2 separate regions of the Sus scrofa genome follow, and region 1 is linked to region 2. The links are chromatin contacts, called in public HiChIP or PLAC-seq maps. All regions are on one chromosome and are shown on one strand. Each heading gives the region's core, a stretch centred on a gene start, on an enhancer-like site or on the middle of the called end of the contact. The rest is flanking DNA. Distances are from core to core; before and after follow the strand shown. Region 1 overlaps LOC102164954 (a long non-coding RNA gene). Region 2 has its middle 45 kb from the start of AHNAK.

Region 1 (4,510 bases), core at 1,420-3,919, 55 kb after region 2:
TGTAGGTCGCAGATGCAGCTTGGATCAGTGCTGCTGTGGCTGTGACGCAGGCCAGCAGCTGCAGCTCCGATTCGACCCCGAACCTGAGAACTTTCACATGCCATAGGGGTGGCCGTAAACAAACACACAAACAATCTGAAAAAGAATATATATAAAACACAAAATGAATATATATATTCATTTTATATACATATAAACTGAAACACTTTGCTGTCTATCTGAAACTTCGAATTGTACATCAACTAGATTGCAATAAACATTAAAAAAAATAAATACCAAATTTTCAAAATAGAAACAAAGCAAAGAAATGCAGGTTCCTATGTCCAAGGGAAGTAGTACCAAAAATAATAATGTATTGAACACCTTATGTGTGCCAGGTGCTTTATGTAAATTATTTCACTTCATCTACCCAAACTCCCCCGTCAGCCAGGTATTATTCCCATTTTATAGATGAGGAAACTGAGGCTTAGCAAGAGGTTCAGTAGCTTGTCTGAGACTCAAGGCCGGGAGGCGCAGGGGCCAGGACTGGAAGTCCACAGTCCAAGCTCTTGCCACAAGGCTTAGGATCTCAGAATGGTTCTTGCCGCAGCCTCAGAGCTTCCTGTTTTGCCTGCTACTCTCCCCAAGCACAGAAGCCTTAGAGATCAGAGAACTTCATCATATATCCCGAGAGTCCAGGAACTCAGATCCCTCTACCGTCTTTATTTATTTAATTTATTTTTTTCTCTTTTCTAGGGCCACACCCGCGGCCTGTGGAGGTTCCCAGGCTAGGGGTCGAATCAGAGCTGTAGCCGCCAGCCTACACCAGAGTGCACGGCAACGCCGGATCCTTAACCCACTGAGCAAGGCCAGGGATCGAACCTGAAACCTCATGGTTCCTAGTCTGATTTGTTAACCACTGAGCTACAACAGGAACTCCCTCTACTGTCTATTAAAAAAAAAAAAAAAAAAAAAAAAAAAAAGAGAGAGAGAGAGAGAGAGAACATGTAGAATGGGGAACCCACCCCCTTATGCATCCTTTCCAAAAATTTGTTCCGACCAAAGGAACTCGTGGTTTCCTACCCACCCTGTTCATCCTAACTGTTCTGTGCTGTAAATTCTCTGAGAATGAAGCCGTGAGGACTGGCTACAGCTGTCACTGTCGTGAGCCAAAGCTCAACGCCAGCTCTGTTCCTCTGAAACTGCGAGGCTCTCGGGAAGTCAGTTTCTCAAAGCCCTTGTTTCCTGGTTTGTACAAAGGGGCCCGTGATCCTTACCTTGCACTCTCATTGTGAGGATGGGTGAGGTCGAACGTAGGACATGCTCAGCTCAGTGTCAGCCTCCAAGCCAGGGTGGTAGAGAAATGTCACCTTTTCTTGATGCTCCATTCTTTCTAAGCCTCTTAAAGAGGCTTAGCATCTTGCTTCTCTAGGTCATTCAACACAGGTTTGAAAAAAAAAAGTGGAGGAGTTCCCCTGTGGCTCAATGGAAATGAACGGTATCCATGAGGATGCAGGTTCCATCTCTGGCCCTGCTCGGTGGGTTAAGGATCTGGTGTTGCCAGGAGCTGTGGTGTAGGTCACAGATGCAGCTCGGATCGAGACTTGCTGTGGCTGTGCTTTAGGTCAGCAGCTGCAGCTCCAATTCGACCCCTGGCGTGGGAACCTCCATAGGCCGAGGGTGCGACCCTTAAAAAAAAAAAAAAAAAAAAAAAAGTACGGGAGTTCCCGTTGTGGCGCAGTGGTTAACGAATCCGACTAGGAACCATGAGGTTGCAGGTTCGATCCCTGGCCTTGCTCAGTGAGTTAACGATCCGGCGTCGCCGTGAGCTGTGGTGTAGGTTGCAGTCGCGGCTCGGATCCTGCGTTGTTGTGGCTCTGGCGTAGGCTGGTGGCTACGGCTCCGATTAGACCCCTAGCCTGGGAATCTCCATATGCCCAAGAAATAGCAAAAAGACAAAAAAAAAAAAAAAAAAAAAAAAAGTAATGCTAATGATTTCTTCACAAAGTGGAGATGCAGAAGGAAGGGGGCAAAATTTCAGGGCTTGAGTGTCAGAGGGGGTGGGGGGTTATTTTCCACTGGATCGGTTGGTGAGAAGGTATTATTTGTATGAACCTTCAAAACATGGGTAGGACGTGGTCCCAGAGCAGAGACCACGAAGGTCATCCTAAATTGGGGGAGGGGAGTGGTACCCTGCGAGCAAAGATGGGGGTTGGGAAAGGTGAGCCTGCCATTCTGGTGGGTGCCTAAGCTTTTTGTGGAGACAAGTGGGAGCTCAGGCTGGAACGGAAGATGAGGTCCCGCCCTGAAAGCTGGACATTTTCTGTAGGAACGGAAACATTATGGAACGGGGGAGGCCTAAGAGGAAGTGGGGTGGCGGACCCACGTGGGAGGTGAAAGCGACTCGGCCAGGAAGCCAGTGAGGAGAGGAAGGTGCGGGTCCAGGCGGAGATGCCTTGGGTGGCACCTTGGGGCGGGGAGGTGGTGGGGGGACGGAAGGAAGATGCAGGGAGCTGAAAGGTGGGTGAAGGACTCAGGAGCCAATCTTCTGAGTTTAGAAGCGGGGAGAAGGTCAGTTTGGAGATGAGGAGGAGAGATTCCTTGATGGCTGAGACTAGAGGGCGTGCCTCTCATCCCGCTCCAGTTCGTCACCTCCTGCAGCCTGTCACTGGCACGTTCTCAAGAACACACTGTCCCTTCTGGCCTCAGACTCGCACGGGGCACCCAAAGGGCAGACCCTGGCTTTTCTGCAAGCTTCCTTTCCACCCCTGCCACATAGGAACCCACAGAGGGAGGCGTGTCAAGACCCAAACAGATCCCATGGGGGCCTCGTTTCCAGATGGACCCCTCCCAAAGGCGGGGATTTGGTTGCGTTGCTCTTCCAGCTGATGGGTGCACTCCACCCCCCCAACCTGTGCAAAGTCGACGCCAGGCTTCCCGATTTTATGGAGCGATGCAAAAAGTGTTTTGAATAAAATCCACTTGTTATTGTTGTTTTACAGGGCTGTAGCCGAGGCCAGGAAGAAATCCGCCCCCTCCGAAGGTTGTTTTTGTGACCGTTCTTTGGAGCATTGTTCTAAAAATGGGAAATTACAGCCTGCCGTGCCAAGGGAAACAAACACCTGCAGTTAAAGGAATACCTTCCATGAGGTGGTTTTTAGAGCCCCAGCCAGTTCTGGATGCAGAGCTGCTGCACAGGGCCTTTTTGCTGCGTTTCTTCACTTCTAAGGGGATGGGGCTTGGAAGCTGGGTGGGCTTTGGCGAGGATGGGGCTCAGGCGGTGGTCCTTCACTTAGTCATTCAATAAACATCTATCGAGCATCCGTTACGGGTCAGCCTTGGTGGTTTTCATACTCCCCTCCCTGGCGTTGTTAAAATCCCTGGGAGAGCTGGCTATGGGCAGGCGACTTTCGGACACAGATTTTCAGGGCTGGTAACTGACCCCTGCGCCCAGACAATGGGGAGCCTGCAGAATGTCAGCTCATTCTCTTCTGCTTTTCCTTTCTCGCTCCCTCTTTCTTCCCTCCCTCCCTCCTTCCTTTCTCCTTCTTCATTAGTCTACAAAAATAAAACGACTATTTCAACACGCCAGTTAATACATTTTTTTTTTTTTTTGACCACACTTGTGGCATATGGAAGTTCCTGGGTCAGGGGTTGAACCTGTGCCACAGCAGCAACATGAGCCGCTGCAGTGACAATGCTGGATCCTTAACCCAAGAGAGAACTCCGATATTTTTCTTTTCTTATCTTTTTAGGGCCTATACCACAGCCACAGCAACACGGGATCCAAGCCCTCTCAGTGCCCTCCACCACAGCTCACCACAATGCCAGATCCTTAACCCAAGGATCGAGGCCAGGGATTGAACCTGCATCCTCCTGGATAATAGTTGGGTTCATTTCCACTAAGCTATGACGGGAACTCCCTAATACATTTTTCTTTCTTTCTTTCTTTTCTTTTTTTTTTTTTTTTTTTTTTTTGTATTTTTGCTTTTTCTAGGGCCGCTCCCGCGGCATATGGAGGTTCCCAGGCTAGGGGTTGAATCAGAGCTGTAGTCACCGGCCCGCACCAGAGCCACAACAATGCGGGATCCCGAGTCGAGTCCGCAACCTACACCCCAGCTCACGGCAACGCCGGATCCTTAACCCACTGAGCAAGGCCAGGGATCGAACCTGAAACCTCGTGGTTCCTAGTCGGATTCGTTAACCACTGCGCCATGCCGGGAACTCCTCCTAATACATTTCTTTAGGCAAAGGATTTTTCAAAGTTTCTGGTCACTGGAGTACAGTCTGAAATTCTTGTCTATGGTGTTAGATATCCAAAGATACTTTTTAGGTTATCAGGTGAATATTTAACATTTATCAATATTGATATAATTGCAAAATAATCAGGTCTGGAAATTTATGGATCGTGAAAGGAAGACTTTTCTGATGAATTTGTGGTTTCAAAGAATCCAGTTTCAGAAGCTGATCTCATCTTTATGAGAAGAAAGAAGGGAATAATGGGAGACAATGAGTTTCTAACTTTTTGAAT
Region 2 (4,431 bases), core at 877-3,376:
CCAAGAATGGAGGGTAGAGGAGGAGGGGGCTTCCCAAATCCGATTGGTTTGGCCCCAAATAACGATTGGCATCTGAAATGTCACTTAAATCTGGGAAGTGTGACTTTTGATTCTTTCATTCCCAATTGCTTAATTTATTTTATTTATTTCTTTTTTGGCTGCCTGAGGCATGTGGAGTGCCTAGGCCAGGGGCAGATTTGAGCCTTAGCTACGGCAACTCCAGATCCTTTACCCACTGTGCTCGGCTGGAGATGGCACGTAGGTCCCAGTGCTCCAAAGATGCTGCCGATCCACAGTGGGAACTCCTATTTTATTTTTTATTAATTAAAAAAATGGCATCTTTCTGATGAGATTCTGATACCCCATCCAGGCTTTGTTTTTATTTATTTATTTATTTATTTTTGTCTTTTTGCCATTTCTTGGGCCGCTCCCTCGGCATATGGAGGTTCCCAGGCTAGGGGTCCAATCGGAGCTGTAGCCGCCGGCCTACACCAGAGCCACAGCAACGCGGGATCCGAGCCGCGTCTGCAACCTACACCACAGCTCACGGCAACGCCGGATCATTAACCCACTGAGCAAGGGCAGGGACTGAACCCGCAACCTCATGGCTCCTAGTTGGATTCGTTAACCACTGCGCCACGACGGGAACTCCCAGGCTTTGTTTTATTAAGTAGTATAGGTGTTCCCACTGTGGTGCAGTGGGCTAAGAATCTGACTGCAGCAGCTTGAGTTGCTGTGGAGGCTCGGGTTCGATTCCCAGCTGGTGCAGCGGGGTAAAGGGTCTTATGCTGCTTCGGCAGCTTATGCCCGGATTCATTCCTTAGCTTGGGAACTCCCATATGCTGTGGGTGTAGCCATTAAAAAAAAAAAAGTACAAAGAAAGGACCTTTATCTGTCCTCCTCCCTCCCTTCCTTTCTAGTGAGATTTATGACCAGAAACCCCGGCCAGGATGTGCACACTTGTGTTTTCTCTTTGAAGCAAGGTGGGGCTGACCTGCTCTCTGTGGCAGCTTGCCAGCCCTTGCTCCCTGGCTGTTCTCCTTTTTGAGCTGGACAGACACAGTGACAGTGGCCCCTTTGCCAGTGCAGAGTGTTGCAGAATGAGACAAAGCCTTTGTGTATTTTGCTGGGAAGCACTTGGCTGTGAAATAGGGACACGTGAGCAGAGGAAAATGTGTGGGGACTGAGCACGTGACACTCACATTCACGCCTTGCGGGGTGTTTTCCATCTTTCTTTGAGGACTGGGTGAGACTGGGGTTTGGCAAATGTGTTTCTCTTTCTCAGCTTTGGGCAAAGACTTTCTAGATCCGGGAAAAAAAGAAAAAGAAAAAGAAAAAAAAGAAAAAGAAAAGCAAGCAAGCAAGCAGGAGTTCTCATTGTGGCTCAGTGGGGTAAGAACCCAACTAGTATCCATGAGGATGAAGGTTCGAGTCCTCAATTTGATCCACGGCCTCGCTCAGCAGGTTAAGGATCTGGCGTTGCCTCCAGCTGCAGTGTAGGTCACAGATGCAGCTCAAATCTGGCGTTGCTGTGGCTGTGGTATAGGCTGGCAGCTGTAGCTCCAATCTGACCCTTAGCCTGGGAACCTCCATATACCGCAAGTGGGGCCCTGAAAAGAAAAAAAAAATCAGATTTGGAGGCATTGCGATCAGAAATCTCCTGGGGAAGTGGGTATGGAATTATGTGTTTTAAAGTGATTGGAGTTCCCTGGTGGCCTAGGGGTTAAGGATCCACCAGGGTCACTGCTGTGACTCGGGAACTTCCGCATACCGCGGACGAAGCCCAAAAAAAAAAACACAGTGATGCCATGTATTTGAGCAATGTCCACCTACAACTGCCAAGAGAGAACAGCATTGCCAGCAAAGGCAGCTGACCCAGGGGCCCTGGGCTGGTTTCTTGTCCACGGGAAACAGGCTCCTGAGCTGGGAAGGACTTTCCAGCTGAGGGTGAGATGAAAGGAGGATTTACGATGGGACCTGGTGGGTCAGGAATCTCCCGGTGGATTCTCTGAGTCAAAGTGGAAAAGAAATGAAGTGGAAGTGGCTCTTTAGCTTGATATCCACTCTGGGCAGCTGGGCTTGGCAGTTGCAAACCCGCTTGGATCTTATAAATCATCGGAGCTCTGCAGAGCTGCTCACACCACCCTGTGTGTCTCGCTGTCAGGCTCTCTGAGGGACAGCACGTAGGTTTGAGAAGAACAGGTTCAAACTTGACCTTGATCTTCAACAGAGCCCGTCTTCCTTAGCAAACATGACTTTCCAGGCCAATCAGATTACCTCTGCCTGTCAGCAGCCGTGTGAACTGGCATCGCAGAGAAGCTGGCTGGGCCGGGTGCCGGTGGGGCAGTCCAGAGCTTAAGAGAGATAATTGAAGGCCTGAAATCTCTCCCTCACTGGCCTGTCAAGACTATCTGTGATCTCACGATTATTGAGTCATTCCTTTGTGTGTACCATGGGGCCGCCTTCCTGCCATCCTTCTGTAAATGCAGGTTGGTCTGGGATCTAGGATTTCCTTAACTCTCTCCCCTTAAACCATGTATTGAATTTCTTGAGTAAACCATAAATTCAATTGCACTTTTTCTTCTCCCAGTTGTATCGACATAGAACGTTGTATTAGTTTTAGGTGTACCAAATCATCGTTTGATCTGTGCATATATTGCAAAATAATTACTGTGGTCATCATTTAACCTCAGTTCTGCTTTTTCATGTTGGGCCTCTCGAGTCACATCGCCTACCCTATACTCTGTTCTTTTTTTTTTTTTTTTTTTTCCTTTTTTCTTTTTCTTTTTAGGGCCGTACCTGCAGCATGTGGAAGTTCCCAGGCTAGGGGTCAAGTTGGAGTTGCAGCTGCCGGCCTACCTCACAGTTGCGGCCGGGCAGGATTTGAGCCTCATTTGCAACCTACACTGCCCTCACAGCAATGCCCCAGGGCAAGGCCAGGGATGGAACCCGCATCCTCATGGATACTAGTCCCATTTGTTCCCACAGCGGGAAGCTCCCTTATTCCCTAGCCTTTTCAGCTTAGACAGGAAGCAAAGTGGAGGCCAGGTGGCCTGGTGTTGGGGACAGAGAGGTGAAAGGAGGGACGGGGGAATGCTGGGGAACATTGCTGGCTCTTCCACCAGCTCCTTTTCTCTCTAATCTCACTTCCTCCCACTCACTTTCCTCTCTCTGTCTGTCCCTGTGTCCTCCTACCCCTTGGCTCTCGGCCATTGTCATTCTTTGTGGCTCCATGCAGGAAGGGAACTCTCGTTGGTTGCTCCGAGGAGCCGGACCAGAGCCTGGCGCTTGGCTGTACCATTTCCTCCTTCCGCACTTTGTTCTCAAGCCACATCCATGAAGCCTGGGGAGTGGCATGGGCGCTGCCCAACTACAGACACCCCAACTTGTGTAGCTGGATGGAGCGGGCACGGAGAGGGTAGTGAGGGGCCAGCCTGATGTTATGGGCCTGCACTAAAGCCTCAACCCATTCCTACCTCTTCCTCTTCCCCTGGCCTAGAGGAGATTGCCAGCACCCATCTATGTCATGCTCCTGCCTCTGGCACTTTTTTTTTTTTTTTTTTTTTTTGCTTTTTAGGGCTGTCCCTGTAGCATATGGAAGTTCCCCGGCTAGGGATGAGTTGGAGCTACAGGTGCCAGCCTATGCCACAGCCACAGCAACATAGGATCCGAGCCACGTCTGCGACCTACACCACAGCTCACAGCAACGCTGGATCCTTAACCCACTGAGGAAGGCCAGGGAGGCCAGGGATCAAACCTGCATCCTCATGGATACTGGTCAGTTTCATTACCGCTGAGCCACAGTGGGAACTCCCCTCTGGGCATATTTTATCAACTCCTGCCTCTCTCCCAGAGGCCCTCCCCAGCAAAATGAGATGATACCATAAACTGCCTTGGAATATAAACTCCATGAAGCCCGATTTTGAAAATCCTTTAATTTATTTAATTAATTTTATTGAAGTATAGTTGATTTACATAGTGTTAGTTTCAGGGGTACAGCAGAGTGATTCAGTTATCTATCTGTCTATCCATCATCTTTTTTTTTTTTTTAGGTTCTTTTCCCTGATAGGTTATTTCAAAGCATTGAGTGTAGATTGAGCATCCTTGTGCTATGCAGTAGATCTTTGTTGGTTACCTATTTTGTGTATAGTTGTGTGTGTGTTAATCCCCAACTTCTTATTTATCCCCCCCACACACTTTTCCCTTTGATAACAATAAGGTTGTGTTCTATGTCTGTGGGTCTGCTTCTATTGTGTAAATAAGTTCTTTTATAGATTTTTTTTTAGATTACACATAGAAGTGATATCAAAATAATTTGTTTTTGTTTGGCTTATCTCACTTAGTATGATAAGCTCTAGGACCATCCATGTTGCTGCAATTGGCATTATTTCATTCTTTTTTATGCCCGAGTAGTATTCCAGTGTGTGTGTG

The links. HiChIP or PLAC-seq counts read pairs in DNA pulled down with a chosen protein or histone mark.
Region 1: an H3K27ac HiChIP or PLAC-seq map of skeletal muscle shows a contact between it and region 2. The contact joins two enhancer-like sites. A contact is called at or near these places in 1 of 5 promoter capture datasets (liver), 19 of 47 Hi-C or Micro-C datasets (adipose tissue, alveolar macrophages, brain and 11 more) and 1 of 2 datasets of contacts at active chromatin or transcription factors (skeletal muscle).

The regions. Positions count from the first base shown.
Region 1 is chr2:9,284,157-9,288,666 of Sscrofa11.1, forward strand. It overlaps LOC102164954 (a long non-coding RNA gene), which reads left to right. Exons shown (of 2, transcript XR_002341467.1): 2 at 2,982-3,302. Among named protein-coding and RNA genes, the nearest start is that of SCGB1A1, 16 kb to the right of the region's middle. Within about 2 kb of position 2,670, at least 11 of the 83 cell types and tissues checked have an H3K27ac peak or open chromatin away from gene starts, as enhancers often do. A contact at or near this core is called in adipose tissue, retroperitoneal adipose tissue, skeletal muscle and 1 more, where this site is marked.
Region 2 is chr2:9,229,720-9,234,150 of Sscrofa11.1, forward strand. No RefSeq gene overlaps it. Among named protein-coding and RNA genes, the nearest start is that of AHNAK, 45 kb to the left of the region's middle. Within about 2 kb of position 2,127, at least 32 of the 83 cell types and tissues checked have an H3K27ac peak or open chromatin away from gene starts, as enhancers often do. A contact at or near this core is called in adipose tissue, retroperitoneal adipose tissue, skeletal muscle and 1 more, where this site is marked.